Linked DNA regions of Sus scrofa: all the other regions are linked to region 1. Evidence: chromatin contacts called from public Hi-C and HiChIP or PLAC-seq data. All regions are on one chromosome and are shown on one strand. The core of a region is the stretch at or near the end of the contact, and the rest is flanking DNA. Distances in the headings are between cores, read along the strand shown.

Region 1 (2,975 bases), core at 221-2,720:
CTAGTATCCATGAGGATGTGGGTTTGATCCCTGGCCTCGCTCAGTGGGTTAAGAATCCAGTGTTGCCATGAGCTGAGATGCTGCTTGGATCCCACGATGCTGTGGCTGTGGTGCAGGCCGGTGACTACAGGTCCTGATTCAACCCTAGCCGGGGAACCTCCATAAGCTGCAGGTGTGGCCCTAAAAAGACAAAAGACCAAAAACAAACAAACAAACAAAAACCCTCAACACATATTACTTCTGGCGTGTACATTTTCTAAAATAACTAAGAAACAATGGGAGCAGGTCTGGGCTTCAAAAACAAGGCTTGGTCTGAAGCCCCCTGGGACCCAGGAGAGAGGGTGGTTGCACTTCACTGGACCCCGTTGTCGTCAGTGTGAGACCCACCAGTGTGGGTCTGGTTTGGGGGACAGTGAGCAAGCAGGTCATCAGGTGGGGTGCTTCAGGGCAGGGAGGAGGGGACAAGACTGGCAAGGCGGTGAGGTCAGAGGGCGGAAGATGGTGGCCACGAAGCCAGGGTCTGTGACCTGTCTTCTGTAGGTACCAGAGATCAAAGAATGACAAAGTCAAAGCATGTGGGAAACATGGGCTCAGCTGTCACACAGGATGAACAGGCAGGAAGAGAGGCAGGAAGCAGGTGGTGGACGTTAACCATCATCCGGGCATGTTTCCTCCCTTGCAGAGCATTTGATGTCGCATTTTCAGAGCAGTGTGAGGTGCTGTCTGTTTGGATGGTTTTTATCAACTCTACTCTTTTTTTTTTTTTTTTTTTTTTTTTTTTGCTTTTTACAGCCACACCTGCAGCATATGGAAGTTCCTGGGCTAGAGGTCAAATGGGAACTGCAGCTGCTGGCCTACATCACAGCCACAGCAACACAGGATCCAAGCCACATCTGTGACCTATGCCACAACCTTCAGGAGCACCAGATCCTTAACTCACTGAGTGAGGCCAGGGATCGAACCCACATCCTCATAGAGACTATATTGGGTTCTTAACCTGCTGAGCCACAATGGGAAATCTCTCCACTTCTTCTTCTTCTTCTTTTTTTTTTTTTGTCTTTTTTGCCATTTCTTGCGCTGCTCCCACAGCATATGGAGGTTCCCAGCCTAGGGGCTGAATCGGAGCTGTAGCCGCCAGCTTATGCCACAGCCACAGCCACGTAGGATCTCAGCTGAGTCTGCAGCCTACACCACAGCTCACAGCAATGCCGGACCCTTAACGCACTGATGGAGGCCAGGGGTTGAACCCGCAACCTCATGGTTCCTAGTCGAATTCATTAACCCCTGAGCCACGATGGGAACTCCTCTCCACTCCATTTTTGACTCCTGTCTCCTAGTGCCCGACACTCTTCTGTGGCTTCTGTTCCCCTGACAGCCTCTCCCAGGCTGGCCAGGCTCTGCCGGCATCAGGTTACAGAGCTGGGCACAGCCCTGAGAGCCGGTTCATGCCCTTGTGATAGGATGTAGCCTGTACTGAACGCTACTCTCAACACTTCCAACTCTGACCAGCTACCATCTCAGGTTCAGCACCAAGCGGGGCCAGAGTGAGCTCTAAAAACTGGTTTTTGTCCCCCTGCTCTGCTAGTATCTGCCCAGTGCACTCTAGCAGAGCCTGCCTGCTCTGGCGTTCCCTCGTCCCACAACTGTGTCACTGCACCCAGCCCCTTTCCAAAGAGAGATCCAAGCCTTGCTCAGCAGACCAGCTGTATGTGGAAAAGGCTCCAGGTTTCAAAGCCCAAAAACCCAGCTGTCGGATTTCAGCTCTATGCTGAGGGTGTGATTAACACCTGAGCCAGAGCCATGGGGTCAAATAGGGTCACACATGGGAAGCATGTCGAGTACTTTATTTTTATCATTATCAATTTTTTTTCTTTTTAGGGCCACATCCATGGCATATGGAAGTTCCCAGGCTAGGGGTCGAGTTGGAGCTGCAGCTGCCAGCCTACACCTCAGCCACAGCAATGCAGGATCCGAGCTGCGTCTGTAACTTGCACCACAGCTCATGGTAATGCCAGATCCCCAACCAGCTGAGCGAGGCCAGGGATCAAACCTGTGTCCTCATGGATACCAGGCAGATTTGTTTCCGCTGCACCACAGAGGGATCTCCCATGTTGAGTACTTTAAAGTTCAGCCCGGATGGTAATGAACCTGCAGATGGACATGGCATGAGCCCTGAGAACCTTGCAAAACATCCCTCCCTTCCAGAACATCTTGGTGAGTTTAGCTGGGCCTTCTGGAGGCTGGATTTTAACCCAGAGGAGTGACGATTGTTCCTCTGGGAAGGAGGAGGAAAAGTTCCCAGAACATCAATTCTCAGCACCAGCTGGAGTTCACAGAGGTCAGGCATCTGAACATCCGAAGTTTGCTCTAGAACACAAGGACCAGGAAGGAGGAAAACTGAGCTAATCACTGGAAACCCCTTGACCAGACACAGCAAGTCCTGCAGTGACAATGCTGGATCCTCAACCTGCTGCATGGCAATAGAGCTGCCTAGACGCACCCGCTCTTAACTTGCCTGGGGATTTTTTTTTTTTTTTTTTTTTTTTTTTTTTTTTTTTTTTTTGCTTTTTAGGGCCACACCCGTGGCATATGGAAGTTCCCAGGCTAGGGGTAGAATTGGAGCTACAGCTGCTGGCCTACACCACAGCCACAGCAACACAGGATCTGAGCCACGTGTGACCTACACAGAACTCACAGCAACGCCAGATCCTTAACCCACTGAGCAAGGCCAGGGATTGAACCTGTGTCCTCATGGATACCAATCGGGTTAGTCACCGCTGAGCCACAATGGGAAATCCGTCTTACTCATTCTTTAGCCCGAGGAATATGACCAACCCTGACTCTGGGACGGAGGTGCTGGGAGAATAATAGCAAATCAAATCAGCCCCAGTCCTCATCCCTAGAAGCTGTGCATATGTTCCTTACAAGGCAAGAGAGACTTTGCAGGTGGGATTAAGAGTAAGAGTCTTGACAAG
Region 2 (2,975 bases), core at 319-2,818, 180 kb after region 1:
ATTTAATCCATATCTTATAAGATATAAGATAAGATAAATAAGGCAAGTGCCAAGTATCAGTTCACAGACTGCAGGGTGCTTGACTTTGATTGGTGGGGACCTTTTGAATGTCAGGAATGTTGGCTCCATCTGAAGTTACCATTCTCAGAGTTCCTGACATGGCTCAGTGGTTAACGAATCCAACTAGAACCATGAGGTTGCGGGTTGGATCCCTGGCCTCGCTCAGTGGGTTAAGCATCCGGCATTGGTGTGAGCTGTGATGTAGGCTGCAGACTCCTCTCGGATCCAGCGTTGCTGTGGCTGTGGCATATGCCAGCAGCTACAGCTCCAATTCGACCCCTAGCTTGGGGACCTCCATATGCCAAGGGTGCGGCCCCAGAAAAGACAAAAAATAAAAATAAAAAATGATGTTACCATTCTTCGTGTGAGTGGGAGCCTTTCTGAGGAAGAGTGCAAAGATATTTAATTATGTATATCCCCTCTGGAGGAATAAGGTCTCTAGCTTTATAGCGGCACTATTGTTTCTTGACTGCTCCTTCTTTGTTTCTTTCTGCCCCTTCCCATTCCTAAATTCCAAAGGGCACATTCAAACAGAAGGGGCCGAGGTAAGACTTGTTTCTAGCAGGGCCCTGCAGGGCTCTGATTGGTTTCAAAACTGCACTGCTGTGAGCTGTGGTGTAGGTTGCAGACAAAGCTGGGATCTGGCATTGCTGTGGCTGTGATGCAGGCCGGCAGCTGTAGCTCCGATTTGACCCCTAGCCTGGGAACCTCCATATGCCGCAGGTGCAGCCCTAAAAAGACAAAAAAAAGAAAAAGAAGAAAAAAGAAAAAGAAAAAAGAAGTTTGATTATGACTAAAGCAGTGAGCTCACTTTTGAGGAAACAAAACAAAACAAAACAAAACACTATTTGTCCTTCACAAAAGAAGCCCACATGTTGCTAAGTAGGTTAATTAGACAGGAAAGTCTATTCGATTAGAAGGACATTTTCTTTCTTTTCTTTTTTTTTTTTTTTTTTTGTCTCTTCAGGGCTGCACCAGCAGCATATGGAGGTTTCCAGGCTAGGAGTCTACTAGGAGCTACAGCCGCCAGCCTACACCACAGCCACAGCAATTCCTGATCTGAGCCGCCTCTGCGACCTACACCACCTCAGATCTTTGACCCACTGAGGGAGGCCAGAGATCAAACCTGCATCCTCATGGTTCCTAGTCGGATTCATTTCCGATGCACCAGGAAGGGAACTCCAGGAGGACATTTTCTTAAGACTAAAAGGCTTTAGTAATTTGGAGAATCTGATTTCAGCCATGAGGTTTCCCAGCTTTGGCCTGAGTCCCCCATATAAGACAGGGATGGAACCGGTCTAAGATCCACAGTGTGGGGACACCCTTGACCCTGGATCTCAGGGCACCCAAGGCCCTGGGATGAGCATTTCTCTAGCATTTCTATCCAGCTGTACTAAACAGTGTACTTGATTCAAAAATCACAGGGGTTGGGGGATGGGGTTGGCAAGGCACCGCGGCAATGCACTCTGCAGCGCCAACAGCCTCCCGGTCTCTAAGACCTCCCTCTGCGCATGTGCAACCTGGGCCCCGCCTCTTCCCTTCCGCCTTCACAAACCTCATCTCTAAATCCTGGCGCCTCTAGGTCTTGGCCAGTGAACTAGGAGCGGGCTCCACTGTGGACCTCGGGTGGCCTGGAGGTTTGCTGAGAGCCCTGTTCTTGTGGCGGAGGCAGAAGCGTGACATCTCGGGACGCCCTCCCACCGGGCGGGACCCCTCAGTGCCCGGGTCTGGCCTGGACCTCGCCAGGGGAAGGTGGGTGGGGGATCCCTGTTGCTGCCCCGTAGTCTGGGGTAGGTGTATCTGAGACCCGTTAGGAGCTAGAGCATGGCTGGTATGGGGACCGCGTGTCCGGCCCTGCCTGCTGCCTTGCGGGGTAACGGGGTCGCAGTGAGAGGAAAAGTTCCACGATAGCGCTGGCGGTGGGTTGGAGGAGAGGGCGGGATGGGGTCTGCGGGGCAGCGCTGCTCTGGGTCCGGCGTTGCTGTGATCATTTCCTGCTGTGTAATCTGTGACCTTCGGCTGAAGAAGTAACCTGCGGGAGAGTAAGGTCAGTGGTCTGAAAAGGAGGCTGTGAATGATATCTGCCTTATGGCGTTTACCTGAGTATTCGATGTGCTGTCTTTTTTTTTTTTTTTTTTTTTCCTTTTCAGCTTCAGCTTGCAGGGGCTCAATATGGAATCTCAGTTCCCAGGCCAGGGATTGGATGGCGGTGGTGAAAGTGCAAAAAAGCCCTAATCACTAGCCCAGCAGGGAGCTCCAGATATGATGTCACACAAGGAGTTAGCAAAGTGCCAGGTACTAACCCCCCAAAAAGTGTTAACTGCTGTTGAATGTAGGTGACCCTTTCTTCTTTTCATGGGGTGGTTTACATAGGCCTCAGGACTCGCTCCTGATATGGGTATAGGCACCTACATTAAACACGCAGAACAGAAATCTCTGAGTCTCAGGATGGTGAGGTGGTCCTGAGTTTGAGAGGGCGGGTGACTTCTCCAGGCTCACCCGGGTTGGGACAGAGCCGGGAGTGGAACAGGACGTTCAGACTGTCCAGGCATCAGAAGAATCTTATTGAGAGTCCCTTTTGAGAAACTGTAACCCACTTAAAAGAAAAAAAGAAAACAATTTGAAAATTGTCCCAGAGCACCCCATATTTTTTTTTCTGGACTTCCTGTGGTTTCTCTTTCTCAAGGAGTAAACACTTTGCCGGGTAAATAGATAAAAAAATGCAGCCTGTGTCTTTTTTCTGCATTCATGTCAATGAAGTAGTGTCATCCTCTGGTGTTTTAAGCATCTGTTGTTAGTTTTTTGTTTGTATTGTTTCAATTAATGGACAAGCTGATTTTTACTCCATGAGCAGTGATCATTTCTAACTGGAAAATAGACGGCGCTTCCAGTGGGTCCCTTGCCAGTTCGGGGTT
Region 3 (2,975 bases), core at 296-2,795, 130 kb after region 1:
TAGCAACAACAACAACAAAAAAGACAAAAAGACAAAAAAAAAAAAAAAAAAAAAGTCAGGGACAAACTGTACTATAGCTTGAATCACTGAGGACGTGCAGCCTAAAAGCACATCCAGGGGACACCGCCCAAACTGTAAATCCACCAAGAAAGAGAAAAGAAAACGTTGCCTCTTTTAATGACTTGCTTCAGTGGCCTTTTAGTTGCTGCTGTGCGTTAACTGAACCAAGGTTCAAGTTACACAGGCTGCCTCTACTGTAGGCAGGTCTGGGGATGGGCGCGCTTCTTCCCAGCAATAAAGAAATTCAGATCTAGCTTGGCTGGTCGCCTTAACCCTGGTGAGTGGCAGCGCCCGAGCGGTAACTAGGGTTCAACCAGTGGCCTCCCTGCGGCGTCCAAGAAGCCCCACGTGCTCGCAACCGCACCGCGGGGCAAGGCGCCCGGAGGCAGGCTCAGCCCGGAGGACAGTAACGGCAGCCAAGCGCAAACCTGGCATCCTCCAAGTCAGCGGCCACAGAAGGCTAGTCGCTCTGCCACGTTTTCAGGAGGTTCAACCCTTCTTCGTTGGGCGCTAAGAAACACCGAGCGTGCCAGAGTGGAGGCTGGAACAGCTTCCCCAGCGCCGTTAAGCGTGCGGGACGCCGCGTCCCCGGGATGCCGGGTCCTCCCCCCACCCCGCGGCCAGCCCCTGCCCTCCCGGCCCCCTAGTCCTCCCCTCCCACCTTCGCGCGGAGAGCGAGAGTGTCGTGTGCTTCTAAAATGCATTCAACGCCGCTGCCCCCGCTATCCACTCCCCCGCCACCCCGCCGGCTTCTCTAGGAGAAGGGGCCGCTTTCTGCCTGCGCCTTCACGCGCGGGGGCTGAGCTGCGGCCAAGGCCGAACCAGAGTCACCTTGGCGGAGAAGTTACTGCGGGTCACCGCCTTCAGAGCCCTTCCTCCCGCCTACCTTCTCCCGCCCTTCACTCTCTACCGCCTCCCGCCTGCCACCCCGGCCGCCCCATCCTTTCCTATTGAGCACGGGCGCCTGGGAATTCGGCTTCAGCCCGAATGGAGGTGACAGTGCGGGATCGAGAGAGAGAGAGAGAAAGAAAGAAACTGGGAGCCGCCCCAGAGTGATCAGAGGGAGGATTTCCAACGTGCCTCTTCCAGATCCCACCCCGATGATCCTTCCTGGGGCCGGCGTTTGGGCAAGAGGGTCCCAGGTGATCATCGCAGCTCCTTCCTACTTCCTCCTTCCCATCCTCACAACTTGTGCAAGTGGGCCACTGAGCCAATTCCGTAAGTGGAGGAGAGCCTGCGCGCAAAACTTACTGTCCGCGGTGGCCAACCCTTCGCGGGAGACGATCAGACTCTGAAGCCACACGCTCAGAGCCACTAGGAGCAGGGCTTTGCTCTCCATCTGGGGACGCGTTCCTGGGGTAGAAGTTACAGGGCACGGGCGGGAGCGCCGACAGCCCGAGGCGGGAGCAGGCTGGAGCAGCGATCTGTTGCAGGGCAAGTCACCCTTTAAAGAAGAAGCGGGGCAGCCAGAAGTGGCAGCTTTCCCCGGAGGAGGAGGGAGGAGGAGGGGGAGGAATTGAGTCTGACACTGTTTCCACTCTAAGGCTGCTTATATGATTGGAAATATGCAAATAAACCTCATCACCTATTGGCTATAAAATCTTAAGTTGGGGGGAGGGCCCTAAATTCACTTCCAAACATTTGAGCAAACTGTAATGAGGATCAGCCCTGCCAGAGAGAAGAGGGGGAAAGGGCAGAAGGGAAAATTTACTTTCTCATGAAGCCTATTTGCATTTCCTAGGGGGTCTGGCTCTCCTGGACCCTCTATACTAAAAACAGGTTTATATGGGTTTATTTGAATATTTTTTATCACCAGTTTTCCAAGGAAGGGACATTAAGTTGTTAAACCTCCTCCTCTTGTGATGGATCCTTTTGGTAATTTTCAATGTTTTGTTAGGTTAGTTTTTGTTTTTGTTTCCTCCCCCCGCCCCACCAAATACCCCTGGACAATGTCAGTCTTAAGGACCCCTGGACACACAGTTGTTCTGCAGCTTGAATTTACACATCTGGTATTTTAACACTGGCAAAGTGGATTAGCTTATGTAGTTGAGAAAAGCTCTCGCTCTATTTTCTAGCTTTTGCTTCATGCAAATTATACTTAATCCTCAAACTCATTAAGGAATGAAAAGATAGCATTTTATCCTCAGATGTGGACTACTGAGGTCAAATAGCCTAAAATTGTAAAACTGAATTTTTATGCTAAGTGAAAGAAGCTAGTCATGAAAGACCCTTATCCTATGTTTCCATTTATGTAAAATATCCGAATCTTAGAGACAAATCTTAGAGACAGAAAGTAGTGTTGCCTAACGCTGGGGAAAGAGGAGGATAGAGAATGGAGATTTTTGGGGGGAGATGGTGATGAAAATATTCTAAAATTGCATTATGGTGATGGTTATACCACTGTCACTACTCTAAAAAAACATTGACCTGTACATTTTATTTTTTTAATTTTTTATTTATTTTCATTTTGACCACCCGCCAGCATATGTAGTTGCTGGACCAGGGGTCAGATCTGAGCCACAGCCTTGGGACCTAAGCCACAGCTGTGGCAACACTGGATCCTTAACCCATGCCGGGATCGAAACTGTATCCCAGTGCTCCCAAGAGGCAGCAGATCCCACTGCACCACAGCAGCAGTTCCTGACTGTACACTTTAAATGGGTGAAGTTTACAATATGTAAATTATATTTTAATAAAGCTATTTAAAAATATGTATTGAGATACGCAAGTAAAATAATAAAAATAATAAAATCATCTTGGATATTATAATTTGGGTGGCCATGCCCGTGACATGCCTGATCCTTAACAACAAGGCCACCAAGAAACTTATATATATATATATATATATATATATTATATGTATATATATTTATATATATATGTATATGTCAGAATACTCAGAATACTTTCAAATA

The links. A called contact is a pair of places that touch in the nucleus more often than the background predicts. HiChIP or PLAC-seq counts read pairs in DNA pulled down with a chosen protein or histone mark.
Region 2: a Hi-C map of skeletal muscle shows a contact between it and region 1, with 2.4 times the contacts expected there. The contact joins the promoter of LOC100158108 here to the enhancer-like site in region 1. A contact is called at or near these places in 15 of 47 Hi-C or Micro-C datasets (alveolar macrophages, embryonic fibroblasts, epiblast stem cells and 10 more) and 2 of 2 datasets of contacts at active chromatin or transcription factors (alveolar macrophages and skeletal muscle).
Region 3: a contact with region 1 is called in an H3K27ac HiChIP or PLAC-seq map of skeletal muscle. The contact joins the promoter of LPL here to the enhancer-like site in region 1. A contact is called at or near these places in 14 of 47 Hi-C or Micro-C datasets (alveolar macrophages, embryonic fibroblasts, heart right ventricle and 7 more) and 2 of 2 datasets of contacts at active chromatin or transcription factors (alveolar macrophages and skeletal muscle).

What each region holds. Positions count from the first base shown.
Region 1 is chr14:4,232,821-4,235,795 of Sscrofa11.1, reverse strand. No RefSeq gene overlaps it. Among named protein-coding and RNA genes, the nearest start is that of SLC18A1, 45 kb to the left of the region's middle. Within about 2 kb of position 1,470, at least 9 of the 83 cell types and tissues checked have an H3K27ac peak or open chromatin away from gene starts, as enhancers often do. A contact at or near this core is called in skeletal muscle, where this site is marked.
Region 2 is chr14:4,048,851-4,051,825 of Sscrofa11.1, reverse strand. It overlaps LOC100158108 (zinc finger protein 510-like), which reads left to right and starts at 1,568. Exons shown (of 8, transcript XM_021072630.1): 1 at 1,568-2,107; 2 at 2,211-2,355.
Region 3 is chr14:4,103,384-4,106,358 of Sscrofa11.1, reverse strand. LPL (lipoprotein lipase) reads right to left here and starts at 1,545. Exons shown (of 10, transcript NM_214286.1): 1 at 1,312-1,545. The coding sequence starts at 1,399.